Regions from separate parts of the Sus scrofa genome. Here region 2 is linked to region 1. The links are chromatin contacts, called in public Hi-C maps. All regions are on one chromosome and are shown on one strand. The core of a region is the stretch at or near the end of the contact, and the rest is flanking DNA. Distances in the headings are between cores, read along the strand shown.

Evidence for each region. Hi-C and Micro-C count contacts between places; a contact is called where the count stands out from the background.
Region 2: a Hi-C map of liver shows a contact between it and region 1, with 2.4 times the contacts expected there. The contact joins two enhancer-like sites. A contact is called at or near these places in 5 of 47 Hi-C or Micro-C datasets (embryonic fibroblasts, epiblast stem cells and liver).

Annotation. Positions count from the first base shown.
Region 1 is chr15:1,742,087-1,747,930 of Sscrofa11.1, forward strand. No RefSeq gene overlaps it. Among named protein-coding and RNA genes, the nearest start is that of RND3, 29 kb to the left of the region's middle. Within about 2 kb of position 3,830, at least 2 of the 83 cell types and tissues checked have an H3K27ac peak or open chromatin away from gene starts, as enhancers often do. A contact at or near this core is called in liver, where this site is marked.
Region 2 is chr15:1,949,240-1,955,376 of Sscrofa11.1, forward strand. No RefSeq gene overlaps it. Among named protein-coding and RNA genes, the nearest start is that of RND3, 240 kb to the left of the region's middle. Within about 2 kb of position 4,497, at least 8 of the 83 cell types and tissues checked have an H3K27ac peak or open chromatin away from gene starts, as enhancers often do. A contact at or near this core is called in liver, where this site is marked.

The DNA of each region.
Region 1 (5,844 bases), core at 2,580-5,079:
AGATCCAAGCCACATCTATGACCTACACTACATCTCACAGCAACGTGGGATCCTTAACCCACTAAGTGAGGCCAGGGATTGAACCCAAGTCCTCATGGATACTAGTTGGGTTTGTTCCCACTGAGCCACAATGGGAACTCCTAAAGCAGTAAATTATTAATGTGTGTTCTTCTGCATTCCTTTGTTTGCAAGAAAATTAGAGGAAAAAAGAAAAACGAGGCCACTGTTATCCTCTGTCTGGTCTTCACATAGGCTGTTCCTTCTGCCAGAAATCCTCTTCTCTCTTCCCATGGTTGGCCATGGTTGTCTGGGAAACTCGTTCTGATCCTTCAGATCTCAACTCTGATATCACCGATCCAGGTATATTCCCACTCTTCTTACAAGCTGTGTTAGATGTTCCTGTTTTCTGGATCTACGACTCTTCCCATATCCTAGGCGGTATCACAGTATAAGGGGGCCATCTCTGTCTTAGTTATCATTATAACCAAACATTTGGGCTGATTTCTGGCACACGATAGGCTTTCAATACATAAGAATTTACTGAATAAACAGCAAAGTAAATACTCCCTCTTTTCCCTGCGGATACTAACCCACCCCAGGAGGAAGGAGGAGAGCAAATGAGGGCTATGCTCATCTGAGGCTGAGAGACTGAAACTCAAAGAACATGTGCTGAGAAGGGAAGGATGGAAAATTATAAAAATAGAGTCTGGAATGTAATTAACTGTATTTGAGAAAAGAAAAGAATCTAGGACATTTTTAATATGACCCCAAGTGAATACACGAAAAAAGTAAGCAATTATGTTCAAGAAAATACATGCAGTCTTGGAGTGGGAGGACCAGGAAGGAAGAAACTGCGGGAAACCTGGACCTCACCTTGCACTGTATTTCCAGAGGCACTGAATGCAAAGCATGATACTGGAATCAGGCCTCCAAAAAAAAAAGAGGGATTTCAAGGGCCCAGAGTGGACCATTACAAAATAGACTTAAGACAAATGAGAATATTCTAAATATGAAAAGAAACCTAATTACTGCATTCAAGCAATCTGTGTCACTTCAGAAGAAGAAAATGAAGTAACATGACTTCATTTCAAAGATGGTTTGTGGAATTTAGCTTTGTCGCTCTATTGTCATTATGGTCAACATTTTTCATTTTTGCTTAGGAAATAATAATAGAAGCATGGTCAACATTTTTCATTTTTGCTTAGGAAATAATAATAGAAGCTAACAGAAAATGTAATTAGAAACTAGAATACAATTTGCTCCAAAGAACAACTTGCTGACTTGCTTTAGTTCTCCGGTGGCCTAATGGTTAAGGATCTGATATTGTCACTGCTGTGGCATGGGTTCGATTCTTGGCCTGGGAACTTTTGGCGGGCACAGCCAAAAAACGAAAAAGTAAGAAAGAAAGAAGTACTTACTAAAGAGAAACACTTAGTATCAGGAGGGACACTGAGGGAAGCATTGGAGTCCTAGACCAAGCTTGTCTGGAAGGGATGTTGATGAAGACTTCCCAAAGCAAGATCCCTTCTAGTCCTCAGCATCATCATGAACTCATCACATGCACCTCAGTGTGGTAGATACTCGCAGAGACTCAGGTTCAAATCCTGGCCCGTCCACTTCTCCATTGCTAGATGTATCTGAGACTCAACTCCCTCTTCTAAGAGCCTCATAAAAAATTTGCAACATAGGTTTGCCAAGAACACCTTTCTCTTCCTTCCTTGCCTTCTTTCCTTCTTTCTCTTTCTTTCTTTCTTTCTTTCTTTCTTTCTTCTTTCTCTTTTATTGTGAAAAGAGAACAAAGTGAGATCTACTTCTTAACACATTTTTTTTTTTTCCTTTTTCAGTTGCACCTGTGGCATATGGAAGTTCCCAGGCCAGGGATCAAATCTGAGCCAGACCTCTGACCTACGCCACAGCTGCAGCAACTCCAGATCCTTAACCTGCTGTGCTGAGCCGCCAACCCTGCAGACAGACATGCCTCATATAAGTCCATCTGAAACCACAGGGACCACATCCTTAAGTAACAGATAATTACACAGTAGTGACTTTTTTCTGGCTTGATTATCTATAATTTTTCAACCTCCCTGCTTTTTTCTCACTGTCTCCTAGTGTGTAGCTGCTTGTGTTACAGTGGATCACGCCCCACCATTTTACTTCTCCTGATGACATTCTCAGAATGCCTTAGTGGTCTGCTGAGGCTAAAGGAAGATTACAGGCTCTTTTTTTTTTTTTTTTTTTTTTTGGCTTTCTAAGGGCTGCACCCTTGGCACATGGCAGTTCCCAGGCTAGAGGTCCATTTGGAGCTGCAGTTGCTGGCTTATACCACAACAACAGCAATGCCAGATCCTTTAACCCACTGAGCAAGGCCAGTGATCAAACCCGAGTCCTCATGGATGCCAGTCGGGTTCATTACCACTGAGCCACAACAGGAACTCCCAGACTTTTTAAAAAAAAAAAATTTTTTTTTAATTAAAAAATTTTAATAGTGGAGCTAGATTCTTGAAAATGTAGTTCTCTAAACCTGAGTTCCTTGGAGATGGTGCCCCAAATTTTGTCATGTGTGTTTCTGTAATAAAGACCACTCAATCGTGAGACCCATGAGCCTATCCCAGTATAGTATCTAGTGTAAAATGATTATCCAATAAGTATTTGTTAAATAAACAACGAAAAAATACACTGAACCCATGAGGCCTTTTTTAATAACATGAGTTTTAACAATGAAGTGCATTTGGCTAGAAGTAAAAGTGGATCCAGAGTTCCCACTGTGGCACAGTGATTTAAGAATCCGACTGCAGTGTCTCAGATTATTGTGGAGGTGCAGGTTTGATCCCCCGCTTGGCTCAGTGGGTTAAAGGATGTTGCCCCTGCTACGACTTGTATTCAGTCATTGACCTGGGAACTTCCATATGCCGAGGGCAAGGCCATAAAAAATTTTTAAAAGGTAAAAAAATAAAAAATAAATAAAAGTGGACCCATTTAATGGTCTATTAGAATGAGAATCACTGGGGAGGTGTTCCAGTTGTAGCTCAGGGGTAACCAACATGACTAGGAACCAAGAGGATGCGGGTTCCATCCCCGACCTTGCTCAGTGGGTTAAGGATCCAGCATTGCCTTGAGCTGTGATGTAGACTGCAGACAGCTCTGATCTGGCGTTGCTGTGGCTATGGTTAGGCCGGCAGCTGCAGCTCTGATTTGACCCCTAGCCTGGGAACTTCCATATGCTGTGGGTGCAGCCCTAAAAAAAAGATCGCTAGGGAGTTCCCTGGTGGTCTGGTAGTTAGAAGTCTGTTTTTTCACTGCTGTGGCCCTGGTTCAATCCTGATTTGGGAACTAAGATCCCACATCAAACTGCTGCACACCATGGCCAAAAAAAAGAGGCAAAGAATTAGAATCATTGAATTATTTTTATAGTATATGATAGGAGAGTCTATTAAAGATGGAAGAGAATTCTAAATTTCCGCATCATGACCAAAGTAAAGAGTAGCACACTTCTCTCGAGAATATAAGCAATTCATGTTGCAATTTGCAAGGGATTTAAATTGTTATTAAAATTATTGAAGCCATTACTAAAATTAAAGACTGGAGTGTTGACTGACATTGCCTGATGGGTATGGACTGTGAGTATTTGCCTTTGAATTTGTCCACAGCATCTTTTTTACAAGTTCACTAAGTATTGATTTAATGGTTGATTGAACTAATATTGCAGAGGAATGTCCCAGAGTCTATTTACTCACTGTTTTCTCTCCTACCTCCTGGATCCTTTTGCTTTCATGAGCAACATGACTTGACAGAAACTATTAGGTGACATTTTCCGTTTAAGGGAGTGGTTCCATTTGGCTTGTTACGGAGCCAAACCAAATCTGTGCTCCTATCCATGTTTGCTCAAACGTCAATACAGAGTACACTGATCAAAGTCCTGATTTTTTCTTCTGTTCAGATGTCCAAATCTCTGTATAAAATAGACAGTGAAATTAGCACAGGTATAATATTCACATGAAATTCAGGTTCTCTTCTCTGTGTTAAACGGGTAGGACTGTCTCTTGTGTTTGGTGATTCTGAGAGAATGCCTTTGTGTTAACCACTCATAGTCTTTTTAAATCTTCCTGTTGTGGAGGAGTCTGGCTGAAATCTATCATTTGCCTTAAAAACTAATCTTGGAGTTCCCGTCGTGGCGCAGTGGTTGACGAATCCGACTAGGAACCATGAGGTTGCGGGTTCGGTCCCTGCCCTTGCTCAGTGGGTTAACGATCCGATCCGGCGGTGCCGCGAGCTGTGGTGTAGGTTGCAGACGTGGCTCGGATCCCGCATTGCAGTGGCTCTGGCGTAGGCCGGTGGCTACAGCTCCGATTCAACCCCTAGCCTGGGAACCTCCATATGCCGCGGGAGCGGCCCAAGAAATAGCAACAAAAGACAAAAAAAAAAAAAAAACGACAAAAAAAAAAAAAAAAAAAAAAAAAAAAAACAAAAAAAAAACTAATCTTAATTCAGAGTTCGCTTTCCCCTACTCCACTCTCCCCGCCCCCAGTGTCATTCAGGTTTAGGACACCTAGTTATGAAGCTATACTAATAGACTGTGGGTTACACCATTTTGAAAATTGATGATAATCGGTTTGAGATTTAAAGTGGCCTGAGGACTTTGGAGAAAATACACTGGATCTCTTACTAAATTGCTATCTCTGTGATGAAATACAAAGTAGCTGAACTTTTAAGATGGAACCATTCTAGCCACAAAGCTTGCTCTGTAGACGTCTGCTCTTAAAACAAATTAATTTCATAAGGAAGATATAAAATTATTCTTATTCTTCTAAAATAAGAAATAGGAAACAAATTCTCTATAACACCAGCTCCATGAAATGCCCATCTCCTCTTCTACCCAGGCATACCCAGAGTTGTAGTTTTGCCTTTTTTTCCATTTTTCTTTGCTCATTCACGTCTTAATACCAGTATCCTTCATGTTTTATGACCTTTGTTTACCCATTCAATTTTGGCACTTGGCAGTGAATCAGGAACCAGGTGACAGAACTATTTACTGTTGGTACAAAGGTGCTATAGAAAATCTCCACACAATTATCCGCTAAGCCCCCTTCATCACCAGCTCCACCACCACCATCATCTCCAAAATATCATTTAATGTTTCTATAGGCCTATCTCCAGGCATCCCCTTCAGATCTCCTTTTCTGTTTTCTTTTCCTTTAAAGAGATTTCCTTGCTTTTCCCTGGATACAAAGATTAAAATTAAAGTAGAACAAAAGAGAAGAGTAACAGGACTGTATTTATGGAAGTTCATTCTCTAAATCTAATTTCCTTTGTAAGGCCTTATTTGTTTATGCATTTGTATCCTCTGATATACCATAAAGGATTATAGGTGACTTAAAAGATGTACACAAAACAAGATAACATATACATAGACAAAAAAAAAAAATGAGGAAAGAAAAACAAATTGAATCAAAACCTATATCACACAGATCTGAAATTGCTTTAGAATAAACCATAATTTTGGTCTGGATTTTCCTGGTAAATAAAACAAAGAGGGAAGCCTTCAAATAGCAATAGGCCACAAAAGCTATTTAAATAAAATTACACAGCTTTAAGAGCAGGCTTAACTTCAATGGAATGACTTTTAGTAAATACCTTTATAATTGAGAGTAAAGAAACGAAAAAAACGAAACGGCATCTATTCAAAATTCCACGGACATTTCTTTTTTTTTTTTTTTTTTTTTTTGTCTTTTGTCTTTTTTGTCTGTTGTTGTTGTTGTTGCTATTTCTTGGGCCACTCCAGCGGCATATGGAGGTTCCCAGGCTAGGGGTTGAATCGGAGCTGTAGCCACCAGCCTACGCCAAAGC
Region 2 (6,137 bases), core at 3,247-5,746, 210 kb after region 1:
TTTTTAAGCCCTTAAATTTATTATGCAATTACCTTAGCTTTGTACATATAGATCTGCAGGGAAACCATGAGATAATTGTCTAGATAATTCTAAAATTTAAAGGCATATTCTTTTTCTCTTTAGAAAGTATATGAGTTTTGACTCAATGGAATGGCAATTATCTCAGTTTCTCAAAGAAGCTGTAAAAAAAGATGTTGGCAGATGTTAAAATCAGGTAGTTTCTGTTGATTAATCTCTAGGGACCGGTATGATGGAGGAGACTCAAAATAAATAAATCACAGTAGTTAAGGTGACCCACTCCCTCTTTAAGGCCTTATCTAATGTAGCAAGTGTCACTGAAGCATTCAAAAAGCCATATTTTTCCCCTATAGAAATATAAGACGGCAACCATTGAACCCAGACAAAAATTTCAAGATCAAAAGTGTCTCCTGAATAATCAAAAAGGGATGAAAGAAAATGTAATATGTTTGCATGGTGTTAAATACTAAATTCAGTTCCTTGAAAAAGTGACAATCCACAGACCATATTTGTGGAACCATGTTTAATTAGCTAACATATCTGATTCCCCAAGCAGTTGCCACAAAGAGGAGTTGTTTTGTGTTTTCTCAGATTTCCCATTTGGCCGGTTTTTATATCTTACTCTGGGACCACAGTCATAATATCAAAGCAGGACTGAGATTCCTTCTGATTCTACTTTTTGATCCAATTAATGGATTCATCTACACCCTAGCATCACAGGACTGATCCTTCTGGGCCTTTCCTGATTGTGCCACCCAAGGAGTGGTTTCATGAGGAGTCTAAAAGTTACCACCCAAGGAATTCTTAGAATCATTCTTCTTACCACAACTGCTGCCACCATCTCAAAAATGGGTTTAAGTTCCTTCTGGCAGAGGTCTGTTGAGAAGTAGCAGGGATCAATTGACTTTAAGGGCAATGGCCTTGGTTTTCCTTGGCCTTGGTTTTATCCCTCATCCTCATAAAATTGAGACTACTAATGAAGTTATGGTAACATTAATGTCCAAATTATGTAGGTTGTATCCCCCATTCCTAGCCCCTGATCTTCACTGCTGTTGTATCTTAGTGTCTTCTCAATGTGTTTCCATATGAGAAGATATCAGGAAGTACTGCTTTATACGAGGCTTTAGTCATGTAATGATTTATCCTGATTACAGAAAAGCAGTGCACCGAGACTGTAGCCATTGCTCTGAATCATGCTGGCCAAGGGTCACTGCATCCTTCCCTTTAAAATACCTGCTTTGTTTGCACCGAAGAAAAAGAAATAACCCTACTCAGAGCTCCTTTGTTCAGAAAGGCTGCTTGCTTGATATATGTTCTCTAATCTATTTAGAGGGGGGACTTGTTCCTTTGTTTAAGGTCTTAATGGGATTTCCCCTGGGTGAAGTTTAATGGGATTAGGCAACAGAAGGTTGTGGAAGATTTCATCATCATCTTTCAATCTCTGTCCCAGAAAAGGTTATAAAAAGGATGAAGACGAACCCTCCTTTTGCTATAAACACGCAATTGAGTGTCCCTACAGATCAGCTATGGATTGTGGGCCAAATCCATCTTCGTACCTTCCCATCATCGAACAAGCTATTCCAAGTCTGAGACTCAGGACTGCCTGAACTAAAATTTCCACTTTCTGGAAAAAAACTAAAAGAAAGTGGTGTAGGGAATATTTAAATTTTATGAGTGTTGTATTTAATAGAGAAAAAAAATACATGAAATCATTTGATCCACTTCTATCTCTTCTTAGTGTAGTACAATATTTGCCTCTGTGAGAATTTTTTTTTCTTTTTAGGGCCACACCCACCCAAGTCTCCAGGGTAGGGGCTGAAATGGAGCTGTAGCCACCAGCCTACAGACTACAGCACTACAGAAACACAGGATCCGAGCCACATCTGTGACCTATACCACAGCTCAAGGCAATGCCTTAACCCACAGAGCGAGGCCAGGGATCGAACACTCATCCTCATAGATCCTAGTCAGGTTCATTAACAGTTGAGCCATAAAGGGAACTCCTGCCTCTGTAAGATTCAAATAAGAGAAATGGTCACTCCTTGATGAATGAATCTCCTAATTTTCTAAGAAAAAGTCTAGTAATGTTCTTCTCTCTAGTGCACTGGTAAAATTACTCTTTACTGCTTTTTCAGTTATTTATCTCTTGGACAATATCCATTTCATCGATTTCTAGTTTAACTGAGAGAAGAATGAAGTTGGCTTTTTCACTATTGTCTCTAAAACTCATCAAAGTGAACAAAGAGTACAAAAAACAAGAAAGAGAGAAAGAGAAGAAAAAGAAAGAAGGAAAGGAAGAAAGGAAGGAAGGAAGGAAGAGAGAAAGAAAGACAGAGAGAGAGAGAAAGAAAGAAAGAAAGAAAGAAAGAAAGAAAGAAAGAAAGAAAGAAAGAAAGAAAGAAAGAAAAAGAAAGAGAGAAAAAGAAGGAGAAAAGACTCTTCAGTGAAGCTAGGAAATGGCTACAACCACATACCGCTAAGAAAGAATAGCAGCCAAATCTAACAGGACAATCCCAAGGGCAGACGCATACTCTGTGGAGTTGTGGCTGTAACTCAGCTATAGTGGAGATTTCTGGTTGTCCACTTGACAGGCATTCCTCACACCCACTCCCTCCGTCTGCATGCCTCTGTCCCAGGATTTATTCTTTGCCAACAGATCCTGGGTTTGTGTAAATATGGGGTCATCATGAACTTCAGAGATTAATTATGATTAGTCTTAGCCCAGCATCATAATTTGTCTTTGTCAGTGGCTGATTTGAGGTTGAGAAGTGACACAATTCTAGGAAATGGACATGACAGGGTTCTTCTGGGTGACTTTTGTTCACTTTAAAAAGAAACACAGACAGGTGAACTCCTTCACTGACTCTGAATATTATTATCTGCAGTGACCCTGACAATAAAGCAACTGTCTCAGGACCACGAAGGGAGCCAGCCTGGGGGGAAGCCAACAAGTAGAATTTGGCAGTCAGGTATAAATAATCAGTCCATTCAGATCCCTCATTAATGATAAGCAAATGTATGCACTATAGTTTTAGATAAGAATTTAAATGCTTTAAAAATGTAGAAATAATATGTTAACAAACTCCTGATGGTGGAGAATGGTGGGAAAAAATGTAATTGGACTATTTCTAATCTTTCATGTTGGGGAGTTGATTGATACTGCTTAAATACAAAAAAATGGATGTTTAAATGCATTATTTCAAGATAAAAATATCCATAAGAAAAATCTGAATTAATAACAGAACAACTAAAATCAAGAGATAGAGGGGAAGAGGAAAGGGGAAGAAAATATGTCCCAGTTTCCTCACTGTTTAAAGGGAAAAGTTAATTGCACTCTGTAAAACTGAGAGAGAGAGGGGAACATTAAGATTATTGTTAAATTTATAAACATTGAGTCTATAGGATCTAAAAGCAGAGTACCCTCGAAGCTACTGGCTGGGAAACATACCCCAAACAAAACATAGCTAAATCATTGATAAAAAATAGATAATTTAGAAAGCAAGAACAACAAATTGCACAAAAACTAAGAACAAATATATCTATCATGTCAATAAATCCAAATAGGATAAACTCGACTAATAATTGAAAGACTCTCAGATTGGAGGAAACCCTTAAGAGCTTAGGGCACAAGTGAAGTGCTATCCAGTATAAGTAGGGAGAATATCCTTCTGTTCCTGGTTTTAAGTGTGCTTTTCATTTAGTCCCCAAAGCTCCACTGCCTGTGCTAAGAATCTCACAAAGTCTTTCATGAAAACATTTTCTTCAGCTTAAGGCTCTACCCCTTTCTTTTAATAATCAAGATTCCATTTCAAGCTGTCATCCTTCTCTATTGCCCCATTTCAAGCTGTCATCCTTCTCTATTGCCCCAACTTTCCCAATCTTTTTCCTGGAGCCAATACAAAAATTTATTTCCCTTTCTTCACACCCTTAAGTTCCCTTTCTTCACATCCATCAAGTTGTAAGCTACTGACTACCCATTTTATTCAAGAACATAAAGACTTTATTTTTAAAATGGGGCAGTTGGGATACTCTGTCACACTAGTATCATAAGAGTTCTTCTGAATTAATTCACACCAATGTGCTAGGTGATGAACCAGGGCTGGCACTACAAAGCTAACTAAGTCATGATGATGCTATAGGGTGCATGTTATAGGATATGAGATTTACAATTAGGCTGAAAAATAATAGACATATTCCATGGTATAGAAATGAAGGTCACTGAAGTTAGGTGGACACATCGGTTTCAATGTTTCAGCTGAATGAGCGGGTGAATTCATTAAATAACACACTTCTAAAGAGGAAAGCAGGTTGAATGACTATAAGAAATATTTTAAAGCTCAGTGGGTATATTTTTTCAAATTGGAAAATCACAGATGGGTCAAATTCCATTTCAGCTTTTAAAGAGAGGTTCTCCACCTCAGTGAGGACATCTGGATGATGCAATCAGATGTTGACTATGTTGCAATTCCTTAGCAATAATAGTTAAAGTGTAGTCATTTGAGAATGATTTACTGAACACAAACCAGAACAGGTTCAGGGCTATCTATATAACATCAGTCTCCCTTGCGTTTGGTATGCCTTATTGAGCTTAAATAAAAGGGATTTAGGTATAATTACTCCTCAGAGAATCTCAAATAAATCTGTGTATACCATGGGCATGTGTATAAACCATTGGTTTAAATGCTAATGCTTGGAAAACAAACTAGACCAATTTGCAAAGGCACGGAAACCAAATGAAAGAATGAGAAGGATAGACCAAGATGCTGCCATGAGAATGCTTGGATTTCCCTAGAAAATCAAAGAAGCTATGATTTTTTTTTTCTAAGAAAATAAACACCTGGGAAAACTACCAAGAACAATGTGCAAATCCTCTTCTTTTGTTTGTCCAAGTAACTGAGCTGGCCCACCCCAAGGGGCATAAAATCTGTGGAATTTGTGTCCCTTGGAGGTAGAATACAAACCCTGAGTAAGCTAGGACTGCAGTCTTTTGTAACCAACTATAATTTTATTGATTTTCATCTGTTACCCAAGTCTTGTTAAGAGAGATGAGAGGTCTGCCAAAGCAAATAGAAAGATGCATAGACTGCCACCTGAATTTTATGTTATGTAGGTTACGCCTATTGATGGAATTTGAAATTGGAGGTTGCCAAGAAGCCAAGAGGAAAGTTCAGAATGATATATGTTTTCAGAGGACAAATAGTACTCCTTTTTCTAATTTCTGCGTTTTTCCCCCCATGGAAAATTTTCCTTCTTTTGGTAATAAAATACAACACATGATTAATTTATCAATGAAAATAATGATTTTTAGTATTGTGGGCTAAGGCTAAATATGATCAGTCCTCTTTGACTTTTTTTTTCCCCTGTATAAATTCTAGTGACAGCTGATTTTATTATACTTAATTTTCCTTTTAAGACATAGAAAACAGTCAGGACTTTTTCTTTAAAGTTAAAATCATTTAACACTTCATTAAAAAAATATAAATTTCTACAGATGTTAAAGCTAAAACTTTTTTTTTATTGCTCTTTTGTATTTTATGGAAGTTTAGGATCCATATTTACAGGAAGCCTCTATAAACCAATCTAAACTGGCAATCATCAGCGACTCCTATTTCCATCTACTTCTTTTATTCATGCATTGACTATTCAATATAGATCATATTTTTATATAAAGTATCTCAGATATTTTAAAATATCAATTCCCTTGGCCTCTTCTCCTCTAGTTTAATTCCTTAGAGTACCTAAACTTTCCTCTGTTTTTACACATCTGGACATTGTTATACAGAGGAATAATCTGCCTCAAAGAATATCTGCTTAAAAGGATGCATGTGAAAATGCTGTAAGAAATTCAGTTGCTATATGTGACATTTATTTATTGAATTTTAATCACACTCTAAATCTAATAGAACTATCCTTACCATATAGATGAGAATACAGAAGATAACGTTATTTTAGTAATAAAAATAGAAGCTCCATAAATTTATTGAGAAGGTATTTGGCTTCAGATGCTTGCTGGGAATACAAAGATGAAAGAACACAATCTCTGTCATCAAAGTGCTTAGAGATAAATGGAAGAGGACCCCATCAACAGATAATTGCAAGGGCCTAAGATCTGTGTCAAG